2 separate regions of the Hordeum vulgare genome follow, and region 1 is linked to region 2. The links are chromatin contacts, called in public Hi-C maps. All regions are on one chromosome and are shown on one strand. The core of a region is the stretch at or near the end of the contact, and the rest is flanking DNA. Distances in the headings are between cores, read along the strand shown.

Region 1 (4,783 bases), core at 2,270-4,769, 170 kb before region 2:
CATATTTGTTTTCTCCGAGATAATATAAATTCGAACCATCATTTCATCTAAACACTTTTCGTCTTGGAGCGGAATAATAACATAAATTCTTCATTGCACAACATTCAACTTTTAAATGTGTGCATATTGCATACCATGTGGTACTACCATCTAATTATTCTACAATTTGATGTATCCTCTCAGTTAAGAAGAAAATGTTTTTCATCATATTATGCATATTAAAAGAACACCACATGTTCCCTCAAAAAAAAAACACCACATGTGGTAATTATGTTATAGGAATTTAAAGTGAGGATGGGTTCCCCTGATTTTGGCAGGGACCTGCATCTGCGCCCATTTTTGTCCCATTGTCATCAAGTGATCACCATGTCGAACTCAATATGAGGTCTCAATCCAAGCATGCTAGATATGCTTTGACAGCTCTGGCAAATGAAATGTCAAGTAAGCATAAAATCACTGAGATATCTGCAACAAACAACTTCAAAGGTATACTTGCATCTTCCCGAGTGCCATTTTTTAAATCTCTTCTTTTGAGATCTTCCTAACATGCTTATTTGTTGATTCCAGTTCTTGTTCTGTATGATGTTGACAAAGTTAGTGAGAATAATCAGCGTTTGATAAAATGGATAATTGATTCCTCCTCTGATGCATGCAAGATAATAATGACTTGCCAAGATGGCCCCAATCTTCTTGATTCTATTACAAGCCGTTGCAAGCTTATTAGCATTGGTGTGCCAAATACACGTGAGGTGAATTTTCTCGATTTTTTGTTGTCCTTTTCATTAGACGGATTGGTTGTCTATGCAGATTGCAAAACAAGTATCTAATGCATACTTGTGATTTACAGAATTCCAGTGAATACAATACATATTAACTTCTTACCAACTAGCTAAGTCCCCAATTTAAAAACACAGAAATGAGATATAACACTAACACTGCAGTTTGTTCCGAGAACTATTAAGATTGATGACTGCCGGGGTCCCATATGTCATAACAAAATGGGTCACTGATGGGGTTGATGTCTTTTTCTCTATTTATAGGGTATTGCTAGTCTGCTAGAGATGCTTTAAAGTGCCTCTAATAGTCACTGTTGTAAGATCGGGCAACCATGGTAAAGGTAAACCTAACATACTGTTGGAACTTCAAATGTTCCATGATGTGATCCAGGTCTGCCTGGTATGCACACTGCATGACAAAGTGTTTAGACTGTACTAAGCATAATGTGACGTCAAATTATTACAGCCCAGTCTCATAACCTCAACACAGTTGAAGAGAAGAATGATTGCATTACAATCCAACCAAGATAACGATGACATATTTCAATATATATTAGTAGAACTCCAATACATTATTTATCATAAAACAACAAGAATACTTTTTTTGTGTGTGAACAATTCTGTCTCAAGAAAAGAGTACTGCGAGTCTCAACACCCAGTCTTTTACAAATTCGCCTACTGTATACGCTTGTCCCATCTGGGCTGTTATTCTATGATAACATTTTACTACAACAAGATTTTGTACTGGGTTAGTCCAGCAAAGCATTACAACTCAATGACAATAGGGGAGTTTGTCAGATCAATAATCTTGGGGCAAATGCTGGCCGCTTTGCTGCAATCTCTAGCAAACCGGGCGACTGGTGTAACCAAGTCTACCACATCAATTTCATGGAAGAAAAGGTTACCATCGTCTGAACCTGCCTTCAACACTGGAGATGCTTGCCCTGTCACACAATTTACTGATCTTCCAGCAGCATCATTGCTGCACGAGCTCGAGGAACATCCAGGTGGTGTTCTAGACACGTGCAGCTCCGGTGTTTCGTGAATTCCGCTCCATTCCATGTAACCGAAGTCATCAATGGGATATTCAACATCAGAGTCAGCGATTCTGGTTTCTTCTTCCACTGGTTGGGCCAGAGAGGATTCTGAAATTCTTGATCCACAAACCTCATTCCGTTCCATCGGAGCAAAAAACTCATCAGTGTCTGATTCACCGAAGTCATCAATGGTATATTCAAAATCACAGCCAGCAATTCTGTTTTCTTCTTCCACTGGTTGGGCTGCAGAGGATTCTGAAATTCTTGATGCAAAGACCTCACTCCGTTCCATTGGAACAAAAGAGTCATCAGTGTCTGATTCACCTCCTACAATTCCGGTTTCCAAATCCAGTGTCCGCAAACCATGATCAGAAGCATCACCGCCAACAGCCGCATCTGGTTCTTCTTCATCCTCTCTAGGCTCCATAATATCGTCCTCGGATGAAAGGCCCTCGACGTAGCACGGGAGATCCTCCATCGGGCTAACGACAGTCTTCATGTGGCAGGGGAGGGCTGGGCAGCCCGCGGTGAACTTGGTATTCTTGGTGGAGAAGAAGTTCACCGTGAGATTCAAGCTGGCAACACACACAGACACAGGCATCAGAACAGCCGTTTCACTTCAGTATACTGTTGCTACTCAATTCTGTCCCCAAGAAAAGAATCCATGGATGGAGCAGCTAGAAATGCAGAGACAGGAGAAGGAGAGAGGAGCCTTACTTCTCCCAAGAAGGGAGGTTGAGCATGGTGTAGGCGAGCTTGACCTTGTTGCCGATGCCGCCCAGCGACTTGAATTCGGCGGCTGCCTTGCGAACGGCCAGCGACTCGGTTGGGTGCTGCCACGCCCACTCGAACTGCAGGCCAAGAAACACGCGTTTAGTAAAAAAAAAAAAAACAGAGGAGCAGCCGTGATCCATCACGGAACGAAGTGAACCTGCGAGATGAGATGAGATGGAGGAAGGGTTGGTTAATTACCTGGAGGGCGGCGACGTTGGTGGGGAAGCCGTAGATGCAGAGCATCATCTCCCAGGGGCGGCCGCGCTTGGTCCGCCAGGCGCCGCACCGGAGCTCGCCGTTGTGCTGCCGGATCCGCCGCCGCGGGTTCACCGTGAACCTGCCACACGACCATCAATCAGATGCAAGAAGCAAAGATGAGATTTTTTATTGATGCGAGACGAGGTGGGGGGTGGGGGGGGGGGGGTGGGGAGGGGATACCCGATGTAGGTGCGGCTCTTGCTGCGCGGGCAGAGCGACCGGAGGAGGTAGCAGCAGAAGAAGCCGCCCCCGCCGGCGGCGGCTTTCTCAGGCCCGTCTTTGGTTTCCTCGTGTCCGTCGCCGGCCACGGCCGCCGCCTTCGCCACAGCACGCGGCCTCCTCTTGCCCTTGCCCGCCATTCCCCTTCTTGCCCTACCCATCTCTCTCTCTCTCTCTCTCTCTCTCTCTCTCTCTCTCTGTTAGCTGCCTGATGCGGATTTGGGCGAATTGGATGAGGGGATTGCTCCGAGATGAAGGCTTCCTTTCCGATCCCCTGTGTGGATTTACAAGCCAACGGCTCTTTTTCAACTGATGGATTTACAAAATGTTTTTTTTGAGAGAGAAGCCTCACTTGACCCAGTCGTCAGACGCGTGGCGCTTGGCTGGCTACCGAATTCTCTTTGTGGGCTGGACCCCTTCCAGGGCTTCGCCCCGGGCCTCCGTCAGGAAGAAGGTCCAAGGGCCGGAGATTGGCAGACGGCCGCCAGAAACCGTAGCGCGAAGGGCTCGCGAGGAAGGAAGGAGAGGGTTAGAAAGGCGGCCACGAAGGTCGGGGCGTGCTGTGCCCTGCCTGGCTGCAACACGTGAAAACAAATCGACTGCTGTCAACGGGGACCTACCTGGCAGCCACCCATGAGAGTGTCCTGTATCCACCGGGATTGAGGGTTCCGTTTTATCTTGATGAAATGAAACACGGATGACTTACAAATATGCTTGCCTGCAGTAATCTGTCTTTCATTCCATCTTCCTGTCAATGGACGACTTTCATTTGCGAATGCATTGCATTACCTGACTTGCAGATTTTTTTTTTTTACTCAGGTTGTGGAGGTTCTCACCCACGTATCAAAAAAGGAGAGTTTCGATCTCCCCGCAAGTTTGGCTTACACCATTGCGACTCGATCCGCTCACAACATGAGGGAGGCGGTATTGGCTCTGGAGGCATGCAAAGCTAACAAGTATGCTTTGTACTAGTAGTATTTGTCCCTTCTCAAGCCTTCGTATTTCCTTCGGTTTTGTATTATGATGATGATCCTAGCATGTGCTCTTCACTTACATTTTCCCCTTTGATCTACCAGTTACCCCTTCGTTGATGGACAAGCTATACCACTAGGATGGGATGGTGTTCTTGAGGAACTCGCAGCAGAAATTTTAGAAGATCCTTCTCCCAAAAGGTTTGCAGGAGTAAAACAATATTTAGCCATGAACGTTTTCATTGTCCTTCCTTACTTCTCATTGGTTGTGAACATGTTATCGGTAATACCTTTTACGTACCACCAATGTTTCACTTTATGAATTGCTGCATCTTTTATCAGTCACCATTGATTTATTTATTTTACTAACATGGGAAAAGTGGTATTGAACTGTGTGATTACATTCGCAGCCTTATTTGCTAACGCGTCAAAGTATTACACAGGTTGTTTTTGGTACGAGGCAAGCTCCAAAAACTCTTGGTTGAATCCGTGCCTCCTAAACTTGTTCTCCAGGTACGAGTTGTTCAGATTTAACCTCAAGGATGCTACTATATAGCTCCACATACATAACCGTAACCGCGTGATTAAACACCGTTCTTGATTATTATTTTGCCCGCAGAGACTCGTAGAGCTGTTCCTGAAGGGAATCCATGCTAACATAAAGAGGGATGCTTATTACTGGCATGCCTACTACGTAAGTTTCCTCGGCATATTTCTGTTCTGAATGGACTTTCCCTGTGAGCTATGA
Region 2 (4,680 bases), core at 434-2,933:
AAAGTTTTCTAGCCATAGACATGAGTTATCATTTAATAATGAAATCACATCATTAGAAAATGATGTGATGGACAGACCAGATCATAAGCTTAGTATCTGATCGTGCCACTTACTTTAATTGCTATAACTTTTTTAATGTCAAGTATTTGCTATCCTCCTTTGTTACTTTAGATTTGTTGATATTGTGAAATGAATTGGTCCGGATCAACTTTATTTGTCCAAGTATAAGAAACTGGTTTCGCGCTTGACATGTAACTTGTATTGCACAAAGGGTGATGAGTTTTTTTTCACTTTAGTTAAGTACCTGTCTTTCTATAGGCTTTCTTTTTATTTTTGCATTTGTCAGGGCATGAGCTATGAAAGCATTATGTTGATGTGGCCTCAGCCTCCACCTAAGAAAAAAATAGTGAGTCCATCATGAATAGTTTCCGTCCAACAAGACAATACCTTCTAGTGATCCACATATCTTAGCTTTTTTACTTTCCATTCAAACAAATACAGTTCTCTCTCCTCCATTCCCTCCTTGCTGGTTCTTCTGCAAGAGGTCATTTGGCTCTACAAAACATTGTTTTTTTCCTCCACGTGGACTGCTCGTCCGACATGTATGTGTGGGGCACCGATCCACCGCGAAGCGATGGACATGCCCTCAGTGGCCGACAAAGCTGTGCACCGCACAGAATCTGCTCCTTTGACGGATATACCATGCCTTTTCTTTTTATGCCAAAAGGTTATACCATATCCGAAATAGGCACGTAGCAGATCACTCGAACGAGGGAGCACTGTCCATCCTTTCACCCTGATGGACATGTGCAAGAGAGATGCATGCTGCAATGTTCGCTAGAGTCTACCAAATGAAAGCCACTTTTGTTAGTCATCAAAACAAGCTCCTCTAGAAAGATACCGTAGCTTAAAATCGAACTACTTCCCAGCTAATTTACGAAAATACCGAAAGAAAGGTAATGTACAACTTACTTTAAAGCAAGTACAATAATAGAGCCGGCTGCCGGCTATAAGCTCATGTCATGTCACCTATAGCCCATCTTATAGCTAACATGTACAATAGTTAGTTAGAAAAGTGTAATACTTATTTATTATATGACCCACCTTTCATTCTCATAAAGTGCCTAGGAGCACGTGCTAAAACTGACTCTTAACTAAGAGCGTGCTTACCTTCTCTCTCCTTTTCTCTCTCCTCCAACTAAGCAAAAATATATACTATTTTATTTTTTATAGCCAGCTGACCCAGCTCTATTGTACTTGCTCTTAGCACCAGACTGACTCTACTTTGCAGATTTTATTGGCAACCAAACAGCTGAAATCGAAGCTGGTCTCGGCACAAACGGAGGAGGAAAAACCCGGTCCATGCGCGACAGAAGCCGCGGCACCCGCACGGAGGCGGCGCTCCCTGCCAAAGGTCTACGGTGGACGAGGTCCACGGACCCTGAGGTCCCGATTCCCAGTATATGCTCTCTCGTCTCGTGGGTGGTGCGAGGGAATCCGGTGCGGCTCGGCCCCCCACCGCGGCTTCCATCCCACTCCTGCTTCCACTAAAGCGTTATCCCCCGCGTGGCCCCCCTCCCAGCCGTCCACCACCCGATCCGACGGCCACGGAAGCCCGAGCAAACCGGCCACGGACGCCCGCCAGGCCGCTTTCCCCCCCAATATATCTCTCGCGTCGCCAGAAAGGAAGGCCACGCCTCAAAGTTAATATCGCGGCATCGGGTCCTGCGCTACGCTGGGCGCTCGCTGCTCCCTCCCCTCCTCCTCGCCTCCGCTGCCGTCGCGCGAGATCAACCCCGCCGGTGAGGATCCCTCTTCCCCTCCCTTCCTCGCCGTCGGTCCCGCTTCGGGTGGCCGGACCGGTCGCTTCGCCCGCCGCCCGTTCTCGTCGGTTCTCACGGGGCGGCGGCGCTGGTTTTGTTGTACCACCACTGTACTGCGCCTGTACTATAGGAGTGAGCGCATTTCCTGGTTCCTGTCGCCTGCAGTCCGTTCGTCCGCTGTTTTTTTTTTCGGTTACGGGCTCTAGTTTGGTGGGTTCGGTGAGATCCTTTTGCTCTGCTTCGTCTGAGGGATGGTGGCGTGTTTCGCGATCGGTCGATTGTGGTATGGTTCGTGGCCTCTTTTCTCGTCTGCTTCTTCGCTCTTTGCATCACAGGATATATTCCCCCTTTGTTTACCTGCTCCCCTCTCTCTCTCTCTCTGTGTACGTCTCTGTGCATTTCGGTGGTCTTGGACGCCCGTTCCACCGCGATTCAAGCGTTCAAATCTCCCCCGAGTTTCAAATAGGACGACGACGACGACGAGAACTCGTCGGCGCTTTTTTTTTTTTTTTTTTGATTTTTTGTCTGTTCTCTGGATTTAGTCCGATCTGTTTCGCGGTTGCAGAGGCGCGGATCCCCCCCCCCCCCCCCCCCTCCTTCGGTGGTGTTCCTTCTCGTCCTTTTTGAGCAACTTCTCTTTCCTCGACTTTGCCAGACCTGTAGCAGCATTCGTCGTTTCCACGAACTCGTCGCAGCTCTCCAAATCTGTTCGTGGCGGTTTCCCCTCTTTAGATAAAGTTACTTTTACCCGCATTTATGCCCTGTCTCGCCAATGCTCCTGGATGATTCCGTTGCTATTTCTAGAGAAGAGAACACGAGTTGGACCATGTGATAGCTATTCTTCAGGGAATCAGGGGAAGATTCTTAATCGCGGCTGATGTTCAGTTAGTATTTAGGACGTGATGTCATCTTCCGATTTATTTTATTTTGCTTCCGCAGATCGTGCTAGCTTTGACTAATACACTAGAGTCCTGTGCAGTCCTCGCTTAGATTATTAGCCTAGGCCCTGTCTATCTGTTAAATTAATGTTACTTGCTAATATTGTTTACTGATAGTATATTGCTACTATTCTTTGGATGCTACTACTTGTTAGAGGGGCTGCGCACTTTACATTAGCCTTTTGCGTGTGGCTTTGCCGACTGGGGATTTTCTCTGGCTTTTCATTTGTTGAATGCCAATGATGTTGCTTAGATCTGTCTTCCTTTGCGGCCATTTTCAGTTTGTATGTGAATCGTTTTCACTGACTGGAGGACACAAACGTGAACTCCCAGTTGGTCCTTCAAGTCATGGTTGTTGCAGTAGTCATTTGTATTGGATGACATGATGAGTGCATACGTTTATTTTGTTTGCCAGTATATTATTTGGTCAACTATTCAGGATTATTGGGATGCAGAGCCCAGAGTGATACGTATTCAGGAAACATGGAAACTGTTTATTCTTTAATGCAACCGCGCGGTGTGCAGGGGTAGTTGCCAACACAGAGGGTTATTGGGATGAACAAAGTTGAATTACTTTTTATATATGTGTGAGTATTGATGTGGAAAGAGCTAATGGTCAGGATTAGGCAACTCATGCAAAAAACATGAGAATACAGGGTCAGGTTTTCTGTTTTCTGTTGTTGCATAGTCCATATGTAGTTTTCACCACCCAACATTCAGTAGAACATTATTCAGGTTAACATGTTGAGTTATTTAGGACGTGATGCCATCTTCAGATTTTATTTTACTCCCTCCGTCCCAAAATAAGTGTCTTAAGCTTAGTATAACTTTGTACTAGAGCTAGTACAAAGTTGAGACAGTTATTTTGGAACGGAGGGAGTATTTTGTTTTGTTTTGATTCCTAAGATCATGCTAACTTTGACTAATATACTACAGTCCTGTCCTGGCATAGATTATTAGCCTATTCTAACTGCAGCTCGGGCCTATCTGTTAAATTAATGCTAGTTGTTACTAGTATTGTTTATGTATGCCTTGCCAGTGTTCTTTTGTAAGTTACTTATGAGAAGGGGTGTGCACTTTACATTTGCCTTTTGCGTGTGGGTGTGTGGCTTTGGAGATACCCCTCCTAACTGGGGACCTCTGGCCTTTCAGTTTGTTGAATGCCAAGGAAGTTACTTAGAAGATCTGTCTTTCTTTGCGACAAATATATTTTTGTATGTGAATGATTTTCACTAACAGGAGGACACTGACGTGAGTATTCAATTGGTTCTCCAGGTCATGGATGTCGTAGTAGTCATTTGTATTGGATAAGTGCATAATTTGTCTGCTACTGCTAGTATGTGATATGGTCAGTTGTCTGGCAATAGAGACCAGAGTGATACATATTCAGGAAACATGGAAATCGTGTATTCTTGAATACAACTGCACTGTGTTTAGGGGAAGTTGCCAACACATGGGTTCTTGGGATGGTCAAAGTTGAATCTACTTGTATTGTCGACAGTTTCTGTGCTTATTAGGTGTCAGTATTGCTGTGGAAAGAGCTAATGGTCAGGATTGGGCAACTCATGCAAAAACATGAGAATACAGGGTCAGGTTTTCCGTTTTGCATAGTTCATACATTGGAGATTCCTTTGATGGTCAAGCACTAGATTGAAATTTATTTGCCCATCAGATAGCTTTCACCACCCAACATGCAGTAGAGCATTATTCAGATTAATATGCAGAGGATGACATTGTTAGCTTCAACAGTAAAATGTTTACTGTATAATTTAGTTTGTTGCATGGAATTTTGAAGTTCTGTAGTGTTTTCTTGCCCTATATTTGGAGCCTCTCTTAACATGTCCTTATTCAAGTTTTTTTGTTTGATTGTTAGTGTCATGGATATAGGGAATCTAGTTACTTACTGATGATATTTTCTA

What was found. Hi-C and Micro-C count contacts between places; a contact is called where the count stands out from the background.
Region 1: a Hi-C map of seedling shows a contact between it and region 2, with 4 times the contacts expected there. The contact joins the promoter of LOC123401119 here to the promoter of LOC123403690 in region 2. A contact is called at or near these places in 4 of 6 Hi-C or Micro-C datasets (leaf and seedling) and 1 of 1 datasets of contacts at active chromatin or transcription factors (embryo).

Annotation. Positions count from the first base shown.
Region 1 is chr6H:463,534,110-463,538,892 of MorexV3_pseudomolecules_assembly, reverse strand. It overlaps LOC123401119, which reads right to left and starts at 3,519. Exons shown (of 5, transcript XM_045094843.1): 1 at 3,417-3,519; 2 at 3,026-3,338; 3 at 2,786-2,924; 4 at 2,531-2,664; 5 at 1,305-2,388. The coding sequence starts at 3,225. The coding sequence ends at 1,542. It overlaps LOC123401118, which reads left to right. Exons shown (of 11, transcript XM_045094842.1): 4 at 318-486; 5 at 568-749; 6 at 3,884-4,020; 7 at 4,141-4,236; 8 at 4,479-4,548; 9 at 4,655-4,729.
Region 2 is chr6H:463,359,897-463,364,576 of MorexV3_pseudomolecules_assembly, reverse strand. LOC123403690 (soluble inorganic pyrophosphatase) reads left to right here and starts at 1,683. Exons shown (of 9, transcript XM_045097603.1): 1 at 1,683-1,802.